Linked DNA regions of Arabidopsis thaliana: region 2 is linked to region 1. A link is a contact called in public targeted proximity ligation data. All regions are on one chromosome and are shown on one strand. The core of a region is the stretch at or near the end of the contact, and the rest is flanking DNA. Distances in the headings are between cores, read along the strand shown. Region 1 holds the start of ATB' GAMMA (Protein phosphatase 2A regulatory B subunit family protein). Region 2 holds the start of IAGLU (indole-3-acetate beta-D-glucosyltransferase).

Region 1 (5,878 bases), core at 1,685-4,184:
GCCCTAGTCCAAAAATTACTAAAATGGTCAAAATGATTTGTTCAAAAAGGGGGTATGGAACCTCACTAAAATAATAGTGGTTGCATTTTAGTAAGTGAGGTTAGACTAATGGTTGAATTTTAGTAAGCCAAAAACTTTCCATCAGTAATTGCTAATTGGATCAACTAAATGCCATCACACAAAGAAACTATTGCTGAAATTGAATATTGATATTATCAAATTTTGGTATATCTCCAACAACCATAGTCCTCAACAAACATAGAGTAAGTCTAGTTCCTAAATTTTCAATATCTAGCTGTTTTTTTCTTTTCAATATCCAACTTAGTAAACACATTGTTCAGAAACACGCCAAAAAAAAAAATCAACACATCTCAAACCATCATTATCCAGAAGGGTACAGTAAATCCAGTTCCTAGTTTTCGATTTCTAACTTCAAAAATGCTCTCTTTCTACATACACTTTTTTACAAGTCTCTATCACAGAATCGGAACATGTGGATAGAGCAATGGTTAGTAGACTCTTTTCCCCGACCACTCTTTGACGTTCCTCGATAAATCCGAACCTAATGATCAATGAACACGACGAGTCATTTATACAAAGGCAACAACAAAATGTGGTTTCTTCTCAGTTTGCTTCCTTGAAAATTTAGCTGTTATATACTAAAAGGCCTTTTGTAAGGCTAAAAGGCCAAGCCTTTGGGCCCATTAACATCACCGTTTATTCGAAACGTATGTTGTTAAGACTTGAGAGAAGTTTGACGGTGAAAAAAGGAAAATATTTACATATATATAGTAAAATTAAAATAGTAGAAAGAAAAAAATCAGAAAGCTACGAAAGAAAAAAAAAACAATCTAGCAACAGAAGAAGCTTCGAGAAGACGATGGCGACGGAGACGAACGAGAATCTGATAAACTCCTTCATCGAGATCACTTCTTCATCAAGAGAAGAAGCTAATTTCTTCCTCGAAAGTCACACTTGGAATCTAGACGCTGCCGTTTCAACTTTCCTCGATAACGATGCCGCCGCAGCCGCCGAACCAAACCCTACCGGGCCACCACCACCTTCTTCTACTATTGCCGGTGCACAATCTCCTTCTCAATCTCACTCTCCCGATTACACTCCGTCTGAAACCTCTCCCTCTCCTTCCCGATCACGATCTGCTTCTCCGTCTTCTCGCGCTGCTCCCTACGGTCTCCGATCGAGAGGCGGTGCTGGAGAGAATAAAGAAACTGAGAATCCGTCGGGAATTCGGAGTTCTAGGAGTCGTCAACACGCTGGGAATATCCGTACATTCGCCGATCTGAACCGTTCTCCGGCTGATGGCGAGGGCAGTGATTCGGATGAAGCTAATGAGTATTATACCGGTGGACAAAAGAGGTACAATTTTCAACAGATCTGATCATAGTTTGGAAAATACTTAGATGATAATACTGTTGAGAAAGTGAATTAGGGCAACATGATCATGAACTTGAGCAATGTGCGTAGATCAATGATAGTTTAGGGATTGACCATATCTTGTGTATGTAGCTGAATTGTCTTTCTTGAAATTCTTATATAGCTGGAGAAAGTGTATGTTTGTGTCGCTAATAGAGTTTTGTTTTTGGATTGTGTAATGTGTTGTAGTGGGATGATGGTACAAGATCCTAAGAAAGTGAAAGATGTTGATGAACTTTTTGACCAAGCTAGGCAGTCAGCTGTAGACAGACCTGTTGAACCATCAAGATCAGCTTCTACAAGCTTCACTGGAGCTGCGCGTTTGTTGTCTGGTGAAGCTGTTTCGTCTTCTCCTCAGCAACAACAGCAAGAGCAGCCTCAAAGGATTATGCACACCATCACTTTCTGGTTGAATGGTTTCACTGTTAATGATGGTCCGTTAAGAGGGTTCAGTGACCCTGAAAACGCAGCCTTTATGAATGTAATGTCCAGATTTTCTCTAATTAGTAACTACAATTCCATGGAAATCAAGCTTGATACTTGTCTTTACTCACTTGGATAGTCTTTGAATCCCTAATATATATGTTGTCTTTTGCAGAGCATCTCAAGGTCAGAGTGCCCCAGCGAACTCGAACCAGCAGATAAGAAGATCCCTGTTCATGTCGATCTGGTCAGGCGTGGAGAAAATTTCACCGTAAGTCTCATTCCCATCTATCAATAATAATCTCGTTAACCTATTCTCTGGAGAAGCCACTCATAGGATTCTTTTAACGTCTGTATCTTTTGACTCACAGGAACCACCAAAGCCTAAAAATCCATTCCAAGGTGTAGGAAGAACCCTAGGAGCCAGCGGATCTGGTTCAAGTTCAGCACCACAAGCTTCATCTGCCCCAATGAACGTAGCACCAGCACCATCAAGAGGGCTAGTTGTAGATCCAGCAGCACCGACAACCTCTATCCAGCTCAGATTAGCAGACGGAACACGCCTTGTCTCCAGGTTCAACAACCACCACACTGTCAGAGATGTACGTGGGTTTATCGACGCTTCTAGACCCGGTGGCTCCAAAGAGTACCAGTTGCTAACCATGGGGTTCCCTCCTAAACAATTGACAGAATTGGACCAAACCATCGAGCAAGCTGGTATAGCTAATGCCGTCGTCATCCAGAAATTCTAGACTTACATAACTCATCCCTTCGATTTATGTCTCTCTTTTTTTTTTTTTGCTTTTGTGTTTTTGAACCTGATCGTTGACTTTAGTCTCTAACTATCTGGTCAACGCTCTAGAGGCTTTGGATTTTCGTAGATTTATCAAACTCTTTTCTTCAGATTTATTAATAACTTTAGCAGTTTAGCTTTTGCATAATTTATTTATTTCTTCAATCGACTAGCTACTACCATATCTTTTAGAAAGAATAATCGAAAAAATATTATCCAATGAGCAAATTACTTATATCCTTGGACTCGTGAATTGACGAATTGACCAGCTTCTGCATAAATTCCACACACATACGCTCTCCTAATATCAGGGACATAATGGTAATTAACGTACCTGCCCATCTGTCATTTTCCTTGTTCTCTTCAAAACCTTTTTTTTGGAAAATTAATTTTATTTTTTTGTAAACAGTTCTATAATGTCTGTTATTCGGAATCCAAAGAAAGCCAGAGATATTGAGATTTACAGTGAAAATCTACAGAGGAAGAGATAGCGAAGGACAATTATTAATTTATTTTCCTATTTTAGTTTTCATTACAACCTTAATCTTCGTGTTGTGTGTTCTGTAACTTCCCAGATTTTTTTTTTCTCTTTGCTGGGCTTCGTTGCCTTTTCCCCTTTTTTTCTCTTTCCTCTGCTCTCGATTCAGTTTAGGGCGAGAAAAAGTAGCTGTTTTTACAGGGTTTATCACAAAGATCCTTCCTTTTTTACTTGAAGCTCGCCATTTTCTTAGGGTTTCTCTTGATTTCATTCATCTCCAGTGCCCAGATCTCTCTCTCTACTCATCTGCCATTTGTAAGCTCCTCTTCTTCCTCCTCTCTCCAAAGTTTACATTTTGTTGTTTTCTCTGGATCTTCTTAAGCTAATCTTTGATTCTGTTTATGAGATTGTGTTTCCGATTATGAATTTAGGCTTTGTCTACATGCAGGGCTGTGTTCAATGATTAGGGTTTTGATTTAGAACCAAAGCTTTTGGGTTTTACTGGTTTAGTTTAGGCTTGTTGCGAAGTAGAGAAAAAAAGGGAAGGGTTTTGGCCCTTTTGTGGGGAGATAATTTAGGGTTTCTGTAATTATGATCAAACAGATATTTGGGAAATTGCCCAGAAAACCTTCAAAATCTTCGCATAATGACTCGAATCCAAACGGAGAAGGTGGGGTTAATTCATATTACATTCCCAATTCGGGTATTAGTAGTATCTCGAAGCCTTCTTCGAAATCATCCGCATCGAATTCGAATGGAGCAAATGGAACTGTTATTGCTCCTTCTTCAACGAGCTCTAACAGAACCAATCAAGTCAATGGAGTTTATGAAGCATTGCCAAGCTTTAGAGATGTTCCTACCTCGGAGAAACCTAATCTGTTTATCAAGAAGTTGAGTATGTGTTGCGTTGTGTTCGACTTCAATGATCCGTCGAAGAATCTGAGAGAGAAAGAGATAAAGAGACAGACTTTGCTTGAGCTTGTTGATTATATTGCAACGGTTTCTACAAAGTTGAGTGATGCTGCAATGCAAGAGATTGCGAAAGTGGCTGTTGTTAATCTTTTCAGGACGTTTCCTTCTGCGAATCACGAGAGTAAGATTCTCGAAACGCTTGATGTGGATGATGAGGAACCTGCTTTAGAGCCGGCTTGGCCTCATCTTCAAGTTGTCTATGAGCTTCTTCTTAGATTTGTGGCCTCGCCTATGACTGATGCAAAGCTTGCAAAGAGATATATTGACCATTCATTTGTCTTGAAGCTCTTGGATTTGTTTGACTCTGAAGACCAGAGAGAGAGGGAATATCTAAAGACCATTCTTCATCGGATATACGGGAAATTCATGGTGCACCGACCCTTTATCAGAAAGGCGATCAACAATATCTTCTACAGATTCATTTTTGAAACCGAAAAGCATAACGGTATTGCAGAGTTGCTTGAGATACTAGGAAGTATAATCAACGGTTTCGCTTTACCGTTAAAAGAAGAGCATAAGCTCTTCCTAATCCGGGCATTGATTCCACTCCACAGACCTAAATGTGCATCTGCTTATCATCAACAGCTTTCTTATTGCATTGTTCAGTTTGTAGAGAAAGACTTCAAGCTTGCTGATACGGTCATTAGAGGACTTCTAAAGTATTGGCCTGTGACTAATAGTTCAAAGGAAGTTATGTTTCTTGGAGAGTTGGAAGAAGTTTTGGAAGCAACTCAAGCAGCTGAGTTTCAGCGATGTATGGTTCCTTTATTTCGTCAAATCGCTAGATGCCTCAACAGTTCACATTTTCAGGTGCGACTCTCGATAAGTTGTTCATATAGTCTCGCAATTTTGCAGGTTATATTCAAAGTTGCTTCTTTTGTCAGGTGGCTGAAAGGGCTCTATTTCTATGGAACAACGATCACATAAGAAACCTGATTACTCAAAACCATAAAGTGATAATGCCCATTGTGTTCCCGGCTATGGAGAGAAACACACGGGGGCATTGGAACCAAGCAGTTCAGAGTCTGACTTTGAATGTGAGAAAGGTAATGGCAGAGACAGACCAAATTCTGTTTGATGAATGCTTAGCCAAGTTCCAAGAAGATGAAGCGAATGAAACCGAGGTTGTAGCCAAACGAGAAGCAACATGGAAGCTTTTGGAAGAGTTAGCAGCTTCGAAATCCGTAAGCAACGAGGCAGTGCTCGTCCCCCGATTTTCATCTTCAGTTACTCTTGCAACCGGTAAAACTTCGGGTAGTTGAACACTTTCTGCTCTCTATCACCGAGACATACTTTCAAACAATCCAGCAGAATTGTATCGATCCGTTCGAGCATCAGGATCAGTCCTTGAAGAAGATTAAGCACGATGATTAAGAAGGGCAATATCATCAGTGAATACTTAATTATAACATTTTTTTCAGGTTTATGGAATCATGGGTTCAATTGTTTGTTGCTTCTGATCCTTTTTTTTTCTTACTCAGCTCTTAGTTGAATAACAATCTGAGGTGTAAGAAATATGGCTTATAGATATAGTTCTTGAGAGGACGACTAAACAATTATTCGTATTTGTATTGTGGAATGAATTGTATTTTATGCTTTGAAGTTCATTAATTTAGCTCCCCTACTAACCAAATCATAACCGAAGTTATCGAATCTCGGTTTGGTTCGGTATATATGCAACGGCATTTTCGTAAACAAGTCATGTTTTTTTTCGTGTGAGTTTTAGAAAATACAAAAATCATATATAACACTAGATTTTAATTTAAAGTTAGTATAAT
Region 2 (5,878 bases), core at 1,764-4,263, 62 kb after region 1:
TAATTATCTTCTTCCAGGAGAATCTGATAAGAGAAAATGCTTCTTTGTCTAATACTGTCAAGAGACTTCAGAGAGATGTCTCAAAGGTAATTTTGACTCTGTTTCAAATTTGACGTCAGGTCTCTTTGTTTCTAAATTTGGAAGTAGCTGAGATTTTAGGGTTTTTGTTTCTAAATTTGTGTGCAGCTTGAGGGTTTTAGGAAGACGCTTATGATGTCTCTTCAAGATGATGACCAAAATGTATGAAACTTATACTCTTCATGTTCTCTAATTTGCTTTGAAGTAACAAATTCATGATCTTGAATTGATTGTGTTTGGTTTTGTAACAGGCAGGAACAACGCAAATCATCGCTAAGCCGACACCAAACGGTATAGTTCTTGTGAAGATTTTAGTGAAAACTTGTGTTCATATACCAAAATGGATGGTTCTTATTGTGGTTTATTGTCATTTTCAGATGATGATACTCCATTTCAACCTTCAAGACATTCATCAATCCAATCTCAACAAGCTTCTGAAGCCATTGAACCAGCTGCAACTGACAACGAAAACGATGGTATAGTACTTGCTTGCTCTCAACGCTTAAGCCACTAACCTTTTGTGTTTAATGCGTTAGTTTGTTTTGTGTTATATCGTAGCTCCTAAACCAAGTTTATCAGCTAGTCTTCCGTTAGTATCACAAACTACTACGCCACGGCTTACTCCTCCTGGTTCTCCACCAATCTTATCTGCTTCTGGTACACCGAAAACAACTTCGAGACCTATCTCTCCTCGACGCCATTCTGTATCGTTCGCTACCACTAGAGGCATGTTTGATGATACTAGATCTTCTATTTCAATCTCAGAGCCTGGTTCACAAACTGGTAAGTTCAAACCAAGATTTTCTTGTGGCGGGTTTTGGAACAACACCTTTATTTACGGTTTGTTTGTTATCTTCGTTTTCAGCGAGAACTCGGGTTGATGGAAAAGAGTTCTTTCGACAAGTCAGGAGCCGATTATCTTACGAGCAATTTGGTGCATTTCTTGGAAATGTGAAGGATCTTAACGCCCACAAGCAAACAAGAGAAGTAAGGAGAATCCTCTCTCAATCATCTTTACCCTCTTTCGATTCAAAACTTGGATTCTGATTCGACCTGCAATGTCTTTTCTTCTTTGTTTTCTAGGAAACACTTAGGAAAGCTGAAGAGATATTTGGAGGCGATAACAGAGATCTCTACGTCATATTCGAGGGCTTGATCACACGCAACGCTCACTAAGAGTTTGGCTTCTTCAGTTACACAAAGAACTTATATACTCGGAAACTCAGGATTCATCAGTCTGCAACATTCAATTTCTTTTGTTTCCTTGGCTGTCAAGTAAGACCAAGTAAAACTGACAATTTGATTGTATCATTTGTGCTCTCTCGTGTATCTATCTATCTCTCTCTTCTTGAATAAATTACATTTCATCATCTTCAAAACTAACCAATCAACATCCAAAATACTGTCTACTGTATTGTGTAAACATTGAAACAGAGCAAGGAAGAACAGAAAAGCGGAGTGTTGTTATAATTTCTGATACCAAAATCACATGTGCTCATCGACAAAAGCTTTGAGATGATTAAAGGAAGAGCCTCCTTCTCTCACAGCCTCCGCCGCTAAATCCTTCCACCTCGTGGCATTTCCTCTAAACTCCTCCGCCTTGTCTTCCATAACTTCCTCAATGCACCGCCGTATCTCCTCACTATCCACCACCACAACTCCTTCTTCTTCCTTCTTCTCCATCACTCTTACACCTGTTTTCCAACAATCTTCTAAAAGCTTCGCGTTCATCATCTGATCATTCCATTGCGGAAACGCCACCACCGGAACTCCTGAAACCAAGCTCTCCAGCGTAGAGTTCCACCCGCAATGCGTCACGAAACAACCTATCGATCTATGATTCAAAACCCTAAACTGATCACACCATGAAACCACCATTCCTATCTCATCGAGCTCTTCTCTGAAACTACTTATGCAATCTTCTTCCTTCTCTTGCTCATCTTCTTTATTTCTGTACGACTTATCCGTAATCACCCACAAGAATGGTCTCCGACTTTGTATCAACGCTTTACAAAGCTCCACAAGCTGTTTCTTGCTCAACACGGCAAGCGTCCCGAACGAAACATAAAGCACAGACGAATCCGCTTTAGTATCCAACCACTCTATGTATTCACCGCGACTCGAAAAATCCGTTCTCAACGTTAGTAACGGACCGACAGGGACAATCTTGAAATTATCTGGAACCGAGCTCATGGCTTCTGGCTCAAGCTCTTGGAAAGTGTTGATGAGGATCTTAGGGTTTATTTCTTCCTTCAGTGAATCAATCTGTTCTCGAAACGCGGGTAGAAGAAACGCGTAGACATTGGAAGAGACAATGAAAGAAGGAATATCACGGACAGTAAGCAGTGGCAGAGAAGGTAATTTAATAGAACTAGAGGGGGTATTAGCCATCTCTGAGATTGCATCTTCGTAGCCATTGAAGTAATGGTAAAAAATGGAGAAGACTGTTACTGGTTGGACCCAAAGAAGAGCAGAAGGAAGATGAAACTCACGCGCTAGCTCAGCGACCCAAGTGAGGAGAATCGTGTAAACCACGCAAGTAAAAGGCCTGTTTTGTTTCCGGTTATCTTCGATTAGTTCGGTTAGTGTCTCTTTGCCACGTCGTCTCATCTCAGACATGAAGTTTCCAGTGGCGTCTTGACGAGATTTGTCGGAGTAAGCAGAGGATTTGAAACCGTCGTCGTGGCCATCGGAGTAGGTAGCGAAGATTAGGGTTTCGGGGACGTTTTCTGTAGAGAACATGCGGCGGTTGTAGGCAGAGATTGAGGCGGCGAAGGTGACTCGAGCACCAGAGATTGTTCCGGCGAGGCGTTTGGCTAGCTCGAGAGATGGGTTGATGTGACCTTGGGCTGGAAATGTTACGAATAGAAAGTGTGGACCGGTGGGAGAGTTGGAATTGTTGTTGGCCATTTGTTTAATTATTGGTTGGTGTTGTTGTTACTAATGAAAGACAATAACACAAAAGTTTGGTTTTATAGAGAGTTTATACTGACAGACAAAATCTGATCTCAGTGAAAATAGGAAAGTAATAATATTAAACAAAGACAGAAACAGAGCAAACCCCACTAACTAAACATTGAACAACGCAATTTTGTGACGTTAGTGATGACGAAAAATCTATATGGATTCAGTGGATACGAGCACACGACCATTTGGCCTACCATACTTTTTTTGTTTTTTTTGAAGAAATCGATGCATGATATACACAAGTTTATCAGATGTGTATATAAGTGATAGTGATATTTAACGAATATATGTGTAAGTGATAAATAACGAACGAGAACATTCAACTATAAAGCCTTTTATCAGTAAAAAGAAAAGAAAAAGAACTTTCAACGTACGTGAAAAAGTAGAATTGTTTGACATTAATTTGAACGCATTAATGCAAAAGATAAAGACCGAATTGACTGAGACAGTCTTAAAAGCGGCGTTCATCGTGTTATTCATTCACCAAAGTCTACTGGTTTATATTTGTCTAGTCAAATCCAAAGTCTTAGAAAAATATGCTGAATTGTAGCTAGCTTGTAGGGATTGCACCATGTCAAACAACTTTCTTTGCTATATATGTTTTATCAAAAAAACTATCACTTATGTATATTTTGGGTTTGAAATTGAGCTATATCGATAATATCAGTACAAACTCTACCTAGTATAAAGATAAGATACGAATGGTATAGAGCCGTGCTTACTCTGTAATGAAAAGGGCAAATGCCCTAAGCCACATCTTATAGCCTAATTTTAGGATGCCACATTTTTAAGAAAATGTTAGTGTTGTTGGCAAAATTACCTCACTAACAGTCATTTTTCCAAAGATATCCAGCTACAATTCCACTAAAACTTTATTCATTTTTTTTTTTAATCACATGGGCTTTTGACATAAATCGGAAATATTTTTGTGTATATTTATGTTTCTATGGTAGTATTTTACTTATTCTCTACTAATGTTTGAAAAGTATTTAGTAATTTCTAGTTGTCCAATGGAAGTTTTAAAAAACAACAATAAAATAATAATCAAAATTAAATATTTTATACATATGAGTTTTTAGTTAATTTAAAAAGAGGCTATGTTTGTTAAATTTTTGCCGTAGGCCTCTTAATCATTGGCACGACACTAAGTTATTAGATTAATGATTAAAGGTGAAGTTTTTATGTTTTATAATATTCAAGAAGTTTGACTTCAATATTTACTCATGGAGAATTAATTTGATTTCATATGGATGAAGTAATTGATATCTCAATTAAAAAAAAATAATATCTTTTGATAGTGACGACATGTCATGCAAAAAGATTAAAGAATTATCCCAAAACTTGAAAGATAAACTTTCGATTTTTGTCCAAACAAGATCGGATAAAAAAAATTCTTAAAAAAGAAAGATATCGACTATGACAAGAAAACCTGATCGTCACGTATCTAGCCATTTTGTGCATCATCAGATCCATTATGTAATTAATCAATAAGAGGACTGCACAGTCGGCCCTAAAAAAATGTTATGAGTTAAACATTTCAAAACATGCTTGCAAATAAACTGTGATAGCAACATTTTATTAATTAGTTCGATAAAACAAGTGAATTTGGGTTCATATATAATTATGGTTCCATTATTTCCTTTTTAATCTCATTCTAACACAAATATACAGATATGTTTACACAAAGTTAGAACACAATAAGATTTTCTGTCTTAGACAGAAAGCTTGATAACAAATTATAAGAAACTAAAGACATTCATGTTATAAGAGTCTTGTGAGTTCTAGACAAAAAGGTTCAAGGTTTACAAAATAAAAAGTAGAACCTTTGAGAAAGACAGTAATTTCTCACGTTTTTTCGGAAAGTTCAGTCATCACTATCAACACACACATGAGTATACATGATATCTTTACAAAATAATTAGTTTCTTTATCTTGAACTTTGATGTAAATTGCAAATGATTCGAGATAAAATGAATTCTTGCCTAATTATCTTCGTGAGTTTAGAGAAATTTGTGATCAATTGAGCTCCATAGGTCCTACAGGCCCGACTTAACACATGTGTTAGGAGTGCTAGACGATATGGTCCAAAAAAAAATCTTTATTTAATTCATACAAAAAGTTCTACTTTTTTGAAAAACAAATAGCTACTAATTATGATTATATGTTTCTCATTTTTACATCCCTCGTTGTATAGCAGAAGCACAACATGCTGATTATTCTGGTACAAGTTAATAAAGCAAAGTTGTGTTGAAAAAAAAAAAAAAAACTACTTATATTTAAAAAATTAAAAATATTCTTAGTTATCTAAAAAAACAGAACCACTAATCAAGAAATATACCTTAAAATTCTAAATTTGGTTTAAAAAATAAATATGGAAATATCCAAGTTTCTTAAAAGTAACATTTCTATAATTAGAAACCACACTTCTTTAATAATAATCATAGGCCAATATTTTTTTTCCAATAACCCTTAATTTTTTTGGGTCCGCTCTAGCACCGGGTCTTGCCAATATTTGAGCCGAACCTCTTTCCAGAACACAACTTCTACTCGTAATTTTCATTATTCTTTCCATTGTGAAGATACAAATTTGTTGTGTTGGAAGATGTCAATGTGAACGGATATAATGGTAGGTTAATGAGAATGTTTTTTTATGGTAGTGTTCTAGAATCAGTAGAGAAGTCATATGAAGTAGATGATGATATACATGGTGAGATGAAGGGAAAACAGTTACCTTTTGGAATAGGGTTGAACCTCTCCAAAAAGTGAAGTTGATCACTGATAATACAAGGAAATGATAAAGAGGTGACATTCGAGTGATCAATGAACCTGTTTC

The links.
Region 2: a contact with region 1 is called in a targeted proximity ligation map of shoot, with 11 read pairs. A contact is called at or near these places in 2 of 26 Hi-C or Micro-C datasets (root and seedling), 1 of 2 datasets of targeted methods (shoot) and 2 of 3 other capture datasets (seedling and shoot).

What each region holds. Positions count from the first base shown.
Region 1 is chr4:8,813,988-8,819,865 of TAIR10.1, forward strand. ATB' GAMMA (Protein phosphatase 2A regulatory B subunit family protein) reads left to right here and starts at 2,935. Exons shown (of 4, transcript NM_001341040.1): 1 at 2,935-2,971; 2 at 3,060-3,443; 3 at 3,577-4,910; 4 at 4,985-5,740. The coding sequence starts at 3,720. The coding sequence ends at 5,362. It overlaps PUX5 (serine/threonine protein phosphatase 2A 55 kDa regulatory subunit B prime gamma), which reads left to right and starts at 749. Exons shown (of 4, transcript NM_117629.4): 1 at 749-1,377; 2 at 1,624-1,915; 3 at 2,033-2,128; 4 at 2,229-2,828. The coding sequence starts at 881. The coding sequence ends at 2,609.
Region 2 is chr4:8,876,314-8,882,191 of TAIR10.1, forward strand. IAGLU (indole-3-acetate beta-D-glucosyltransferase) reads right to left here and starts at 3,014. Exons shown (of 1, transcript NM_117646.3): 1 at 1,277-3,014. The coding sequence starts at 2,988. The coding sequence ends at 1,564. It overlaps AT4G15545 (PH-response transcription factor), which reads left to right. Exons shown (of 8, transcript NM_117645.3): 2 at 18-86; 3 at 187-240; 4 at 330-369; 5 at 456-554; 6 at 637-861; 7 at 944-1,065; 8 at 1,162-1,486. The coding sequence ends at 1,254.